Linked DNA regions of Mus musculus: region 1 is linked to region 2. A link is a contact called in public HiChIP or PLAC-seq data. All regions are on one chromosome and are shown on one strand. Each heading gives the region's core, a stretch centred on a gene start, on an enhancer-like site or on the middle of the called end of the contact. The rest is flanking DNA. Distances are from core to core; before and after follow the strand shown. Region 1 has its middle 78 kb from the start of Gm31235. Region 2 overlaps Xdh (xanthine dehydrogenase).

Region 1 (5,639 bases), core at 1,036-3,535, 250 kb before region 2:
GATAGGAGAGAAAGAAGGATAGAAGAAGTAACAAGACAGAGAGAAAGAAAGCCCTGAATCTAGCCTTCTTTACTCTGTTCACTCCCTGGCCAAGACCATTAACAACCTGTGACCAACTCTCTAGGATGATAACAAACACGCATCACCCACTGGAGGACCCAAACCACGCACCCCACTTGTGGGGAATGTTCTCTTAAAATTGTTTCATGCTGTCTGGGGGTGACATTCTTTGGAGGGTACTGGCTCAGTCCTGGGAGAGCTAGGTGTATCGAGTCCAGTCTCTGGGTGATGGCAAAGTGCAGGGCTTAACTTCAGTCCTGGCTGGATGTGAGGCTGAATAATTCTGGATTCAGGTGTTTGAGGAGGCATCATTTGAGGCAGTCTACGAGACAGGACCACCTGGGCTACTTGTCTTGTCTTCTTTGGTGTCTGGTCCTTATGCTCTCCAAACATATACTTTCAAAGGTAATATATGTCTCTGCATTAGCACATGGATGGAATGTACAATGTGCACAGTTCAGCTAAAGATTCTTTGCTCTATGTTTGAGCAGGGAAAAGGAATCAAACTTTATAAGTCTGTTTGGACCGTATATCCAAACTGTAGTGTAAATTTCCGTCCATGCCGTGTGAAAGGATGGCACGGTAACTCCTGAGGACTCTATAGCCATCGAGGTTTATTGGCTATGCTTAGCTGTAGTTCTGCCTGGAGACATTCATGTCTTAGAGCTGTTCCCATGGAGAAGGATCAGTATATACTTCCTGTTTTGTTATTTTTCTTGCTTTCTTCATAGATTTTTTCAGGAGGTCTCCCTTGGTCAAACCTTATCTTTATTGACTTTTATGGAATCCACTGATTTTTTTTTTCTCCTGTTGAAACAAAGACAAAACCTCTCCCCCAACAGGACACATTTTCTTTCTTCCATTCTGAGGTTAGGACATCCTTAAATTAGATAGGCAGGTTTAATTCAGCAATCCCTTCTACTTCTCCACCCCACCCCAAACAGATGTCTCTCAGTAGCTGTGCTATCTTTCTCATTGATATTTAAACAATTGAAAGTCAAGCATTATTTAATCTCTCTCTGGGGGATCCCATATCTTCCTTTTGTTCTCTGAGCATTTCTGCTACAGTGTAGTTAAATCTTTTTTACAATTGTTTGTCCTGTAGGATTGTAAGATAATATCTTACAATAATGCGTTCTATGCCATAATGTCTAAAAAATTGTAATGGATACACATGTTGGAATATCAACGTCAATCTTCAAAGACATTTTCAAGATAGCCATCATTTTTAATAAATGTGCAATCTTATAATCAGCCTTTTTAGAACTCCAGGCAAAAGCATATTGAAATCACGAGTATAAATCAACTGTATGGTTCATTGACATATGTACATACTTTAATTCTCCAAAATGCTACAAAATAAAACACATAAGCTGTTGTATGACATTGCTGTAAGGTAGCATCATTAAACAGAAATTGCATTCTTTTTTTAAAAAATATTTATTTATTTATTTATTTATTTATTTATTTATTTATTATATGTAAGTACACTAATGTAGCTGTCTTCAGACACTCCAGAAGAGGGCATCAGATTTTGTTATGGATGGTTGTGAGCCACCATGTGGTTGCTGGGATTTGAACTCAGGGCCTTTGGAAGAGCAGTCAGCACTCTTAACCGCTGAGCCATCTCACCAGCCCCAGCAATTGCATTCTTAACTCAGTAAATTATATCTCTATGGGTTGCCATTCTAATTTCCCAAGCATTTGTGGATGTTTCTCATCTGGAACTACATGTTTTTACTGTTGTTGTAGGTTCCAGATTGGGTTCCTCTGAAGTGTCTTTATTCTGATTTAAAGAATCCTTTAATATCTGTTCTATGGCCTCCAATCTAGCATTTAACTTTTCAGTGCTCTTATCTGTTTTCTTTTGATCTCTTAAAAAGGATATGTAAAATTGCAATCATTATTAAAAATAATTATATGTATGTTGATAAGTGAAACAAATTAAATGGAATCCAAATACTCTCTGTCACTGCATTTTGCATTTTTACTTGTCTTATTCTTTTTAACTTTTTTATCTAACTTTACTTTTAAGAACTTCCCAAGTGTCTTATCAAGTTTGGAGCCTTTTTACCGTTTCCTTCCATTTTCACATCTGTAGCTGGCCTCTGTGGAGTCTCACAGATCTCGCTGATCAGCTGTTGGCTCCACCCACAGGGGGTAGATCACTCCCTCCAGACTCTGCCAGTCTGCAGGCTTTTCCTGTGAGCGCACGCGTCTTGCCATGATGGGCGGGGCCTGCCCTCTGACTTCCACCCACTCTGGGAAGGTGGCTCTGGTTTGGCTCCCGGATACAGCTCACAAAATGACACCCAAGCCTCATTGCTCCAAGGGAGCGCATTAGGAGCCATGCTTCTCACTGAGTAGTGCAGGCTGACCCAGCTCTGGGCAGCTGCAGGCTCTTCCGGCAGGCACATGCTGGCTTTCCACAGGCTCAGGTTGCTCAGCTCCTCTGCCATGCCTGGGAAGTACTTGCCCCCTGCCTTTCCACTTAGCGCTCTCTCTCTCTCTCTCTCTCTCTCTCTCTCTCTCTCTCTCTCTCTCTCTCTCTCTCTCTCTCAGATTAAGATTGGATTATTTTTAATTTATTATTTTATTTATTTACATTCCAAATATTGGCTCCCCGTGGTCTCCCCTCTCAGAGTTCTTCATCCTTTCCTCCTGCTCCCCTTTGTCTCTGAGAGGTGCTCCCTCCTCATGACCCTCCCCAGGCATCCCTCCCCCCCCCCCCCACTCCCCCGGGCCATTTTCCCCAGGCTCTAAGCTTGGCTTTTACAAGCACCACACTGGGTACCATTTATAACCATTTGGCTTTTTCTAAGTCTGCCCCCATTCTCAAGTAATGACACGGAGGCTTATTTATTTATGAATGCCTTATGGCCTTAGCTTAGGCTGGCTCCCTAACTAGCTCTTAACTTATATTCACCCCTTTATACTAACCTAAGTTCTGCCACATGGCTAGTTACCTCTCCTCAGTTTCATACTTCTTCTGCATATCTGTGGCGAATCCCCCTGCACCTGACTCTTTTCCAGAGCCTCTCATTGCTTAGACATCCCACCTTCTACATCTTGCCCAGCTATTGACCGTTTAGCTCTTTATTGACAGGGGATGCTTTTACACAGTCCACAGGACATTATCCCTACAGAGAAGCGTCATCTTGTAGTGCCTTTGTCACAGAATGACTAACTGGATAAGCTAGTGTGAGCAGGTGTGTCTTTTCTATACTAAGCTAAGTGAGTGCACCATCTCTTCTTTTTTTTACCCAAATGTTGTCACATGGGTATCACACACTGACAAGGTAATTGACACACACACACACACACACACAGCCTGTGGCATCCTTAAAGGAGAGTTTTAAATTTCACTACAGTCTAAGACAGATTCCTATGTGGAAGTCAAAGGGTTACTGTTGGGCGAAAGCTCCTGGATAGGTATGATAGGTCCCCTAACTGAGTGCTAGACAGCGTGGAAACTGTTGTTAAAAGCATGGCAATATTGGTACTGGGGAGATGGCTCAGTGTTTGAGAGAATTTGCTGTTCTTGCCTAGGACCTGGCTTGATTCCAAGCACCCACATGGTGGTTCACAACCAACAGTGATTCAAGTACCAGGAACTCTGATGCCCTCTCCAGCCTCCGGGGGCACCAGGAGCACAGGTGGTGCACATATGTACATGCAGGCAAAACACTCATACACATGAAATAAAAAAATAAATGAATCTTAGAACAAGAATGGTAACTTTTTTTTTTGTAATTTACAGTGATTACATAATTACTGTAATTACTTGGAGCAGACCATAGTAACTATTAAATCATAATTTCTCAAGGAAAAATTACAACAAAATGGTATTAGAGATTTGTTTGCTTTATATTTGTTGCCTGGGAGGAACATTATGAAAAGGAACGGAGGCAGGTGTGGTAGTGTATGTTTGTAAAACCAGCACATGAGAGGTTGAGGCAGGAGGTTTATAAGTTTGGGGCTAACCAACGCTGCATAGTGATACCTTGACTTAAAATTTTAAAAACTGAGATCAGGAGATTATTAGCTAGTATAGCCCAAAAATAAAAGGAATAAAGAGACACCAGAGAACTGGGGCATTGATATTTGTGGATAAATAGATCTGCTTCTAGACTCACTAAGAAATAAGGATGAGAAAACTTACATTTGTTTTGAGATTTATTTATTTTTCTTTTATGTACATGGATGTTTCACCTGCATGTGTGTGTCTACACCATGTACATGTGGTGCCCACAGAGGCCAGAAGAGGGCATTAGATTCCCTGCAACTGAGTTACAGAGGGTTGCTAGCTAACCTGTGGGGGATGGGAATCAAACCAGGTCCTCTGAGAAAGCAGTCAGTACTTTATATGCTGAGACACCTCTCCAACTCTTGAGAAAGCTTTTGAGTGATATCTACATATAAAGTTCAAGGTAGGAATTTCATTCAAGATTGAGAGCCTCAAGGTAATTATTCATTTAGGGGAGATCTCAAGCAAGAGAGTGAACAAGGAAGGTGACCAGCTATAGGAACTGTAAATATGGAAACATGCTAGGTTCCTAATGGTGCAAGACACAGAGGTACTGCTGGTTTCTGAGACAATGCTATTGCCATAGAATCCAGCCTTTGAATATTTGAGACCTAAAAGAACTCAGGGATGGGGATGTGCAGTTGGCTTAGCTGGTAAAGTACTTACTGTACATAGGATGAGGACCTGAGTTCAGTTCCCACCATGTAAAGAAACCAGGGTTGACAATTCACATCTGTAATCCTCCACAGTGGTGAGACTGAGACAGAAGGATCCCTGGGACTTGCTGGCCTGGGTGGTGTTGCCAGATTCAGTGAAAGACCCTGTCTCAGAAGGTAATGTGGAGAGCTATAGAGAAAGGTACCAGCAACCTCTGGCCTCCACTTGTGTTCATGTATGTAATACACTCTTGGGCTCTGAAAGGTCCACATGGAAGAGATGTAGTTTCTTCTTCAGAAAGGGAAAGATATAATCCTCCTGCCCCAGTCTCGAGTTCTGGGCTTACAGGTGTGCACTGTCGTGGCCATCTTCATTTTAGTTTTCTGAGGGTCTTCGTACTGTTTTACACAATGGCTAATTTACATACTCTCTAGCAGTGTGCAAGGTTCCCCCTTCCCCACGCCCTCAGCCAATACTTAGCTTTTACCTTTTAAAAAGGAGATTTAGATTGTCTTTTTTGTTGTTGTTTTGGTTTGGTTTTTGTTTTTGTTTTGGTTTTTTGAGACAGGGTTTCTCTGTATAGTTCTGGCTGTCCTGGAACTCACTTTGTAGACCAGGCTGGCCTCGAACTCAGAAATCCGCCTGCCTCTGCCTCCCGAGTGCTGGGATTAAAGGCGTGGTGGCGCGTGGGGGGGTTAGTTTTAATTTTTAATCATATGTATCTGCGTATGAATATGGACATGTGAATGCAGGTACCCACAGAGACTTAGAGGCATTTGATCCTGCCAGAGCTGGAGTTACAGGCAGTTGTGAGTCACCAGATGTGGGTGGTGGGAATCAAATTTGGGTCCTCAGCAAGAGCAGTGGTGTGTGTTCTTAGCCACTGAGCTTCAAT
Region 2 (5,722 bases), core at 1,426-3,925:
ATGAACAACAAGGGGTTCTTTGGTGGACTATTTCCTTTAGCAAGTGTTCTGGTTCGCGCCTCAGTTGCTGTGATAAAACACTGCTCAGGAGCATTTTGAGAGGAAAGGGTTATTTCGGATTACAGGTTCCTGTCTGTTCTTGAGGGAAGCCAAGGTGAGACCCTGGCAGCAGGAACTAAGCATGGAGGAACACTGCTAACTGGCATGCTTTCTTTGGTTTGCTCAGCTATTTTCTTTATACAACCCAGGCCCATCTGCCTAGGAATGGCATTGCCCACAGTGCGGGTAGGCTCTCCTCTATCAATTAGCAGTGAAGAAAGTGACCCACAGTCATGTCTACAAGACAATCTGATGGAGACAATTCTTCAGTTGAAGTTCCCAGATGTGTCAAGTTGACAATCAAGATTAGCCACCACAGCAGGCATATCCCTGTACAGATCTGGGCTCATCAGGGGTCTCTCATTGCTTCCCCCAGGAGAATTATATATTGGTGGCCAGGAGCACTTCTATCTGGAGACCCACTGCACCATTGCCGTGCCGAAAGGCGAGGCAGGCGAGATGGAGCTCTTCGTGAGCACACAGAACACCATGAAAACCCAGGTCAGCTCAAGGCAGTGACAGGAGAACTCCTAGTGGACCAGGTCGGGCAGAATAGGAAACAGGAAGAAGTAGATACTAGATATAGATCCTAAGAGGGACATGAGTATTAGTCTTGGAATCAGAGCCTGTTCACCACCAGGGACATTGAACTTGCCATTTAACATTAACTAGTAAGGTGGGGCTTGCTAGCGTCATTTCATCAATCAGATACATTTTAGAACTTGCACTAGAACCTAGGGAGTCTTCACTTTTATAATTCTGAGGCTATGTGGCCAGCACATACCAAGGCATATCCTGCCCAAATATCTCATTGTTTAAAATCAAGTATGGGACCATGTGATAACCATAAGGACCATTAACTTAGCAGATACAGCTGTCTGTATATGATATTGCACATGCACTATCAATACAATACAATACTAGGTGTATGTACATGTACTAACTGGTACATGATATTGGTTGCCAGGATTTTTGGTATCTACTCTTACCATTCTGACCTAGAAGTCCTTGCCAAGTGAGATGATTTTTTTTTTTTCACCCTGAATGCATGCTGTTATCTTGCCCTTCTGGTAAAAAAGGAAATATCCGAGTTGCCTGAATTCACTTGGTGGTGACCAGTGAGTGCTGGATCCTGGCACCAGTCACCACTGGGAGGTGGGGAAGATGTTTACTTCAGAAATTTCAGAATTCATAGTAGTGCTTAGGCCCAGGCATGTTGGACAGGTTGAGGTCAGGCCTTGAAAAGGTCCAGAGGATGTGTCAATGCAAGGTTGTTTTTCTTCTTTTGTATAGAGCTTTATTGCAAAGATGTTGGGTGTTCCAGACAACAGAATTGTAGTCCGAGTGAAAAGAATGGGTGGAGGCTTTGGAGGGAAGGAGACCCGGAGCACTCTGATATCCACAGCAGTGGCCTTGGCTGCATACAAGTGAGTTTCTAGGCCCCCTTCTCCTGCTACAATGCCAGCTGGTCAGGATGGCCTTCTAGAGTCTCCCCTTGTTGAAAGTAATTGTCCCTACTTTGATTTCTCAGTTTTCTCTGTTTCAAACCCTTGAACATAAGGGCAGGGATACCCTCCCCAGCTTCTTTGTACATTGTATTCATGGCTTCTCTCTCCACCCCCACCCCCCAACTAGCTTAAGCTCCCTAGGAATAAGGTGAGGACTCACAGCCTGGCATTTCCTGTGTTCTTCAGCACAGCACCACCACTGAAAAGCTCAGTGTGTAGATGGAAAGCAAACCTCCGTACTGTTTAGCATCCTGAGACACACGGGGCTTAGGCTGCAGGAGGCTTACAGGTTTCTAACCTCCTTGATCCCCCGCTGCCCCAGGACAGGCCGCCCTGTACGTTGCATGCTGGACCGAGACGAGGACATGCTCATAACTGGTGGCAGACATCCCTTCCTGGCTAAATACAAGGTGATTGATCTGTTCTGTCTACTCGGGTAGGATAAATGGGTGGGATGGACCAGGACAGACAGACAGACAGACATGGGTGATATTGAGAATGACTCTCCTTTCATCAGGTGGGCTTCATGAAGACTGGGACTATAGTGGCACTGGAGGTGGCTCACTTCAGCAATGGCGGGAACAGTGAGGATCTCTCTCGGAGTGTAAGTAGTATCTGCCTGCCCCTAGGAGTGACTGGAAGGCCAAGGGTGTGCTGCACAGTCTGGGGGCATCCCTGCCAATTATTTCTGTATAGCCACGTAACTAAATCTTCCTCACTTTCAGCTTCCCGTCCTTGGACAATCTCTAAGCAGAGAATGACCATATTATATCTATGATTAGTAACTCGTCCTTTCTGTTCAAGATATTTGCCATGCTAGCCCTATTACGTATACATCTTCAGGTGTGTGTGTGTGGTGTGTATGTATGTGTGTGTGCATGTGCATGCTCATGAAAAAGACAAAAAGATGTAATATTTGTTTATAAAATAAAAGCTTTGCAAAAATTAAGTTCAGAGAGCTTAAACGAGCAAAGAACACTTTACAAACCAGTCAGCTCAAAACAGAGGCTCAGAGAGGTGGCCAGGTGGCATTTGTAGACAGGAAACGGAAGTGACTTTTTACAAAGTAAAGCATACTCAGGGAGTTAGGTTGCAGGGCATCCCATCCTGGTGCAGAGACATCCTCTGATGAAATTCAGTTGTGTTCAATAATATACGCCATGGACATTTATCTTTTCACAGTTCGAGGAGCTAACATAGCTTTAGGGAGGACTTTGCTTTCTGTCTCCCATAAGTAGAGTACTGGACACTACTTATGGTGTCCAGTAGCTGCTTTTGGCTTGTGCTGAGTTCTTCTACCTCCTTCCTAATTTTCAGTCTAGTATCTCTGTATCTTGAGAAAGGGGCACAGCGACCTCTGACTGTAAGTGCAGATTTCCTGTTCTTTCATCTGTTCTTCTTTGAGCCCTTGAAATTGTTAGTTCATCTGTATTTCCTCTCTGTTGTTTGAGACCAAACCAACGAGTATGCTTTGGGGAAACTGACGTTTTATCATTATATAATCTCTCTCTTATAATGTTTTGTTCACAATTCTCCTTTATATAATGTTACTAAAAGTCTGTTTTGTACCTTTTGTTTAATATTTACATGCTATATTTTCTAAACTTTTGCTTTCAATCTACCTATATTATATTATGATTACTATTATTATTGAAATGAAAATTTCAAAGAAATATAGTTACATCATATTTTTAAATGTACTCTGTTAATCTCTGTCTTTTATTTGTACTGATTTATTATTATCTTTTGAAACTTCAAAGCTCACCCCCTGTGACACACTTCACCCAACAAGGCCACACCTACTCCAATAAGGCCACACCTCTTAATCCCTCCCAAGTAGTGCCATTTCCTTATGATTAAATGTTCAAATATATGAACCTATAGGGGCCATTCTTATTCAAATAACTGTACCCAAATACTACTGGAAGGAAGGGGATGGAAAGAGCAAGAGAGAAAGTTATGTAGTCTGAGTTAGAGGTCAAGGAAGCATAGGGTATTGTAATTGTGAACACACAGTAGCTGTGGCTCCAAGCCTGCTAAAGTCTGACTAGCTACTGAACAGCAGGGATATGGTGAAGGCCTTGGTTCTTTATTAGACCCTTGGCACCATCCAGAAGGAAAGTCAGTAAGAGGTCTTTTTGCTAAGTGAGCATGAAAGTCCAGGGTCTTATGTGCTTTACAATGGCTTTATTTAGGGTGTGGGTAGGGCTTTATAAATGGCTACAGGTGGTGAGTGGTGAGTCTTAGATCCATACCTGACTTTTTGTGATACCATCCGAACAAGAGTGTTGGGGCACCCCAATGGAGCCTCATGAAAATGGAAGCATAGGTTTCTGATGAGATTTTGCAGATGTGGTTATAGGAACGGGGTCACAACTCGTGTGAATGAGTATGTGTTTGTGTGTGTGTATGTATGTGGATGTGTGTGTCTGTGAGTATATGTATATGTGAGTGTGTGTGTCTATGAGTGTGTATGTGGTATTCAGTTGGAGTATAATAGTTAATGTCTAAGACCTTTGCTAGGCTACCTTTTATTGACCTTTTGGATAAAAAGAACAGGATTTAAGGGGGTGATCCTTTTTAGTCTCTATAATCATTGACATTTTTAGATCACTTGATTTTCATAAAGGTTGAGGTCTAGAAGCATAACCAAACACCTTAAACCTCTAACCCCTAGAACTCCTTACCACACCATTTCTTGATTCCTGAGGACTGTAGTGTTTCTGCCACTTTCCTTTCCCTTTTAGAATATTTTGTATCACTGTTGACTTAAAACATTCTTTCTCTCTCTCTCCCTTTCTCTCTCTCTCTTATCTACTATCTATCATCTATCTATAATCTATCATTGATCTATCATCTATCTACCATCTACAATCTATTATTTACCTATCTAGTCATCTCTATCTCTCTATCTATCTATCTATCTATCTATCATCTATCTCTGTCAATTATCTATCTATCTATCTATCTATCTATCTATCTATCTATCTATCTATCATATTAAGGATACTGGATGGGATGGGCTAGGTCCTCATACTGTATATTAATGATGAGTATCTGTCTGCCAGGATAAAACCTTGAGTAATGTCAAACATGGTCCTTGGGTATTTCTGTATTTAGCGCCTGCTGAGGATCCTTGAGCCATAAATGGCAAGGATAAGCCCAGCAGCTGTGTGCACTGCTCACTTTGCCACAGCTGTGATAGATGAGCTTGGAATAATTTAGTGTTAAAATAAAATAGCTAGCAGGGCCAGAAAGGTGGTGCTTAGTGGGCAAAGGTGCCTGGCACCAAGACTGGTGAACTGAGTTTGATCCTGGCATCTACTTGGTGGAGGGAAGTAACTCTTGCCAGTTGTCCTTTGACCTAGACATGTGTGCTCTGACACACTCACTCAAGTAAACCAATAAGTACAGTTTAAAAAGAAGTAGATAAAAAGAAGGTAAGAAGAGGCAAAAATGGGTGAAATAAAATCAATTGTGAGGAAGTGGATGCTCACAGTCAGCTAATGGATGGATCACAGGGCTCCCAATGGAGGAGCTAGAGAAAGAACCCAAGGAGCTAAAGGGATCTGCAACCCTATAGGCGGAACAACATTATGAACTAACCAGTACCCCGGAGCTCTTGACTCTAGCTGCATATGTATCAAAAGATGGCCTAGTCGGCCATCACTGGAAAGAGAGGCCCATTGGACACGCAAATTTTATATGCCCCAGTACAGGGGGACGCCAGGGCCAAAAAGGGGGAGTGGGTGGGTAGGGGATTGGGGGTGGGTGGGTATGGGGGACTTTTGGTATAGCATTGGAAATGTAAATGAGCTAAATACCTAATAAAAATGGAAAAAAAATCAATTGTGAGAATTATCAAATTTACATGGATGGTGGTACCTTTTAAAAGTTACTATCCTAATTTTATGACCAGATTGGTTCTTACATGTTTAGATTTCTATTTTTTAAAGTAACCTTTTTTTAAAAAGCAGGTTTCCTGTTATGCCCTCTGGGTCCCCCTCTATGCTAGAGTCTAATTAGTTCAGTTAGGAAACTTTATACTCCAGACCTACTATTACAAATGTTCAAAACAGGAAGTATTTCTAGCGTTCTCACCATGTGTAACGTGT

Evidence for each region. HiChIP or PLAC-seq counts read pairs in DNA pulled down with a chosen protein or histone mark.
Region 1: an H3K27ac HiChIP or PLAC-seq map of large pre-B cells shows a contact between it and region 2, with 2.2 times the contacts expected there. The contact joins two enhancer-like sites. A contact is called at or near these places in 2 of 15 datasets of contacts at CTCF or cohesin (the NIH/3T3 cell line and large pre-B cells) and 2 of 115 datasets of contacts at active chromatin or transcription factors (acute myeloid leukemia and large pre-B cells).

Annotation. Positions count from the first base shown.
Region 1 is chr17:74,156,352-74,161,990 of GRCm38.p6, reverse strand. No RefSeq gene overlaps it. Among named protein-coding and RNA genes, the nearest start is that of Gm31235, 78 kb to the right of the region's middle. Within about 2 kb of position 2,285, at least 147 of the 459 cell types and tissues checked have an H3K27ac peak or open chromatin away from gene starts, as enhancers often do.
Region 2 is chr17:73,902,499-73,908,220 of GRCm38.p6, reverse strand. It overlaps Xdh (xanthine dehydrogenase), which reads left to right. Exons shown (of 36, transcript NM_011723.3): 21 at 476-600; 22 at 1,393-1,526; 23 at 1,930-2,017; 24 at 2,125-2,211. Among named protein-coding and RNA genes, the nearest start is that of Xdh, 45 kb to the left of the region's middle. Within about 2 kb of position 2,675, at least 22 of the 459 cell types and tissues checked have an H3K27ac peak or open chromatin away from gene starts, as enhancers often do.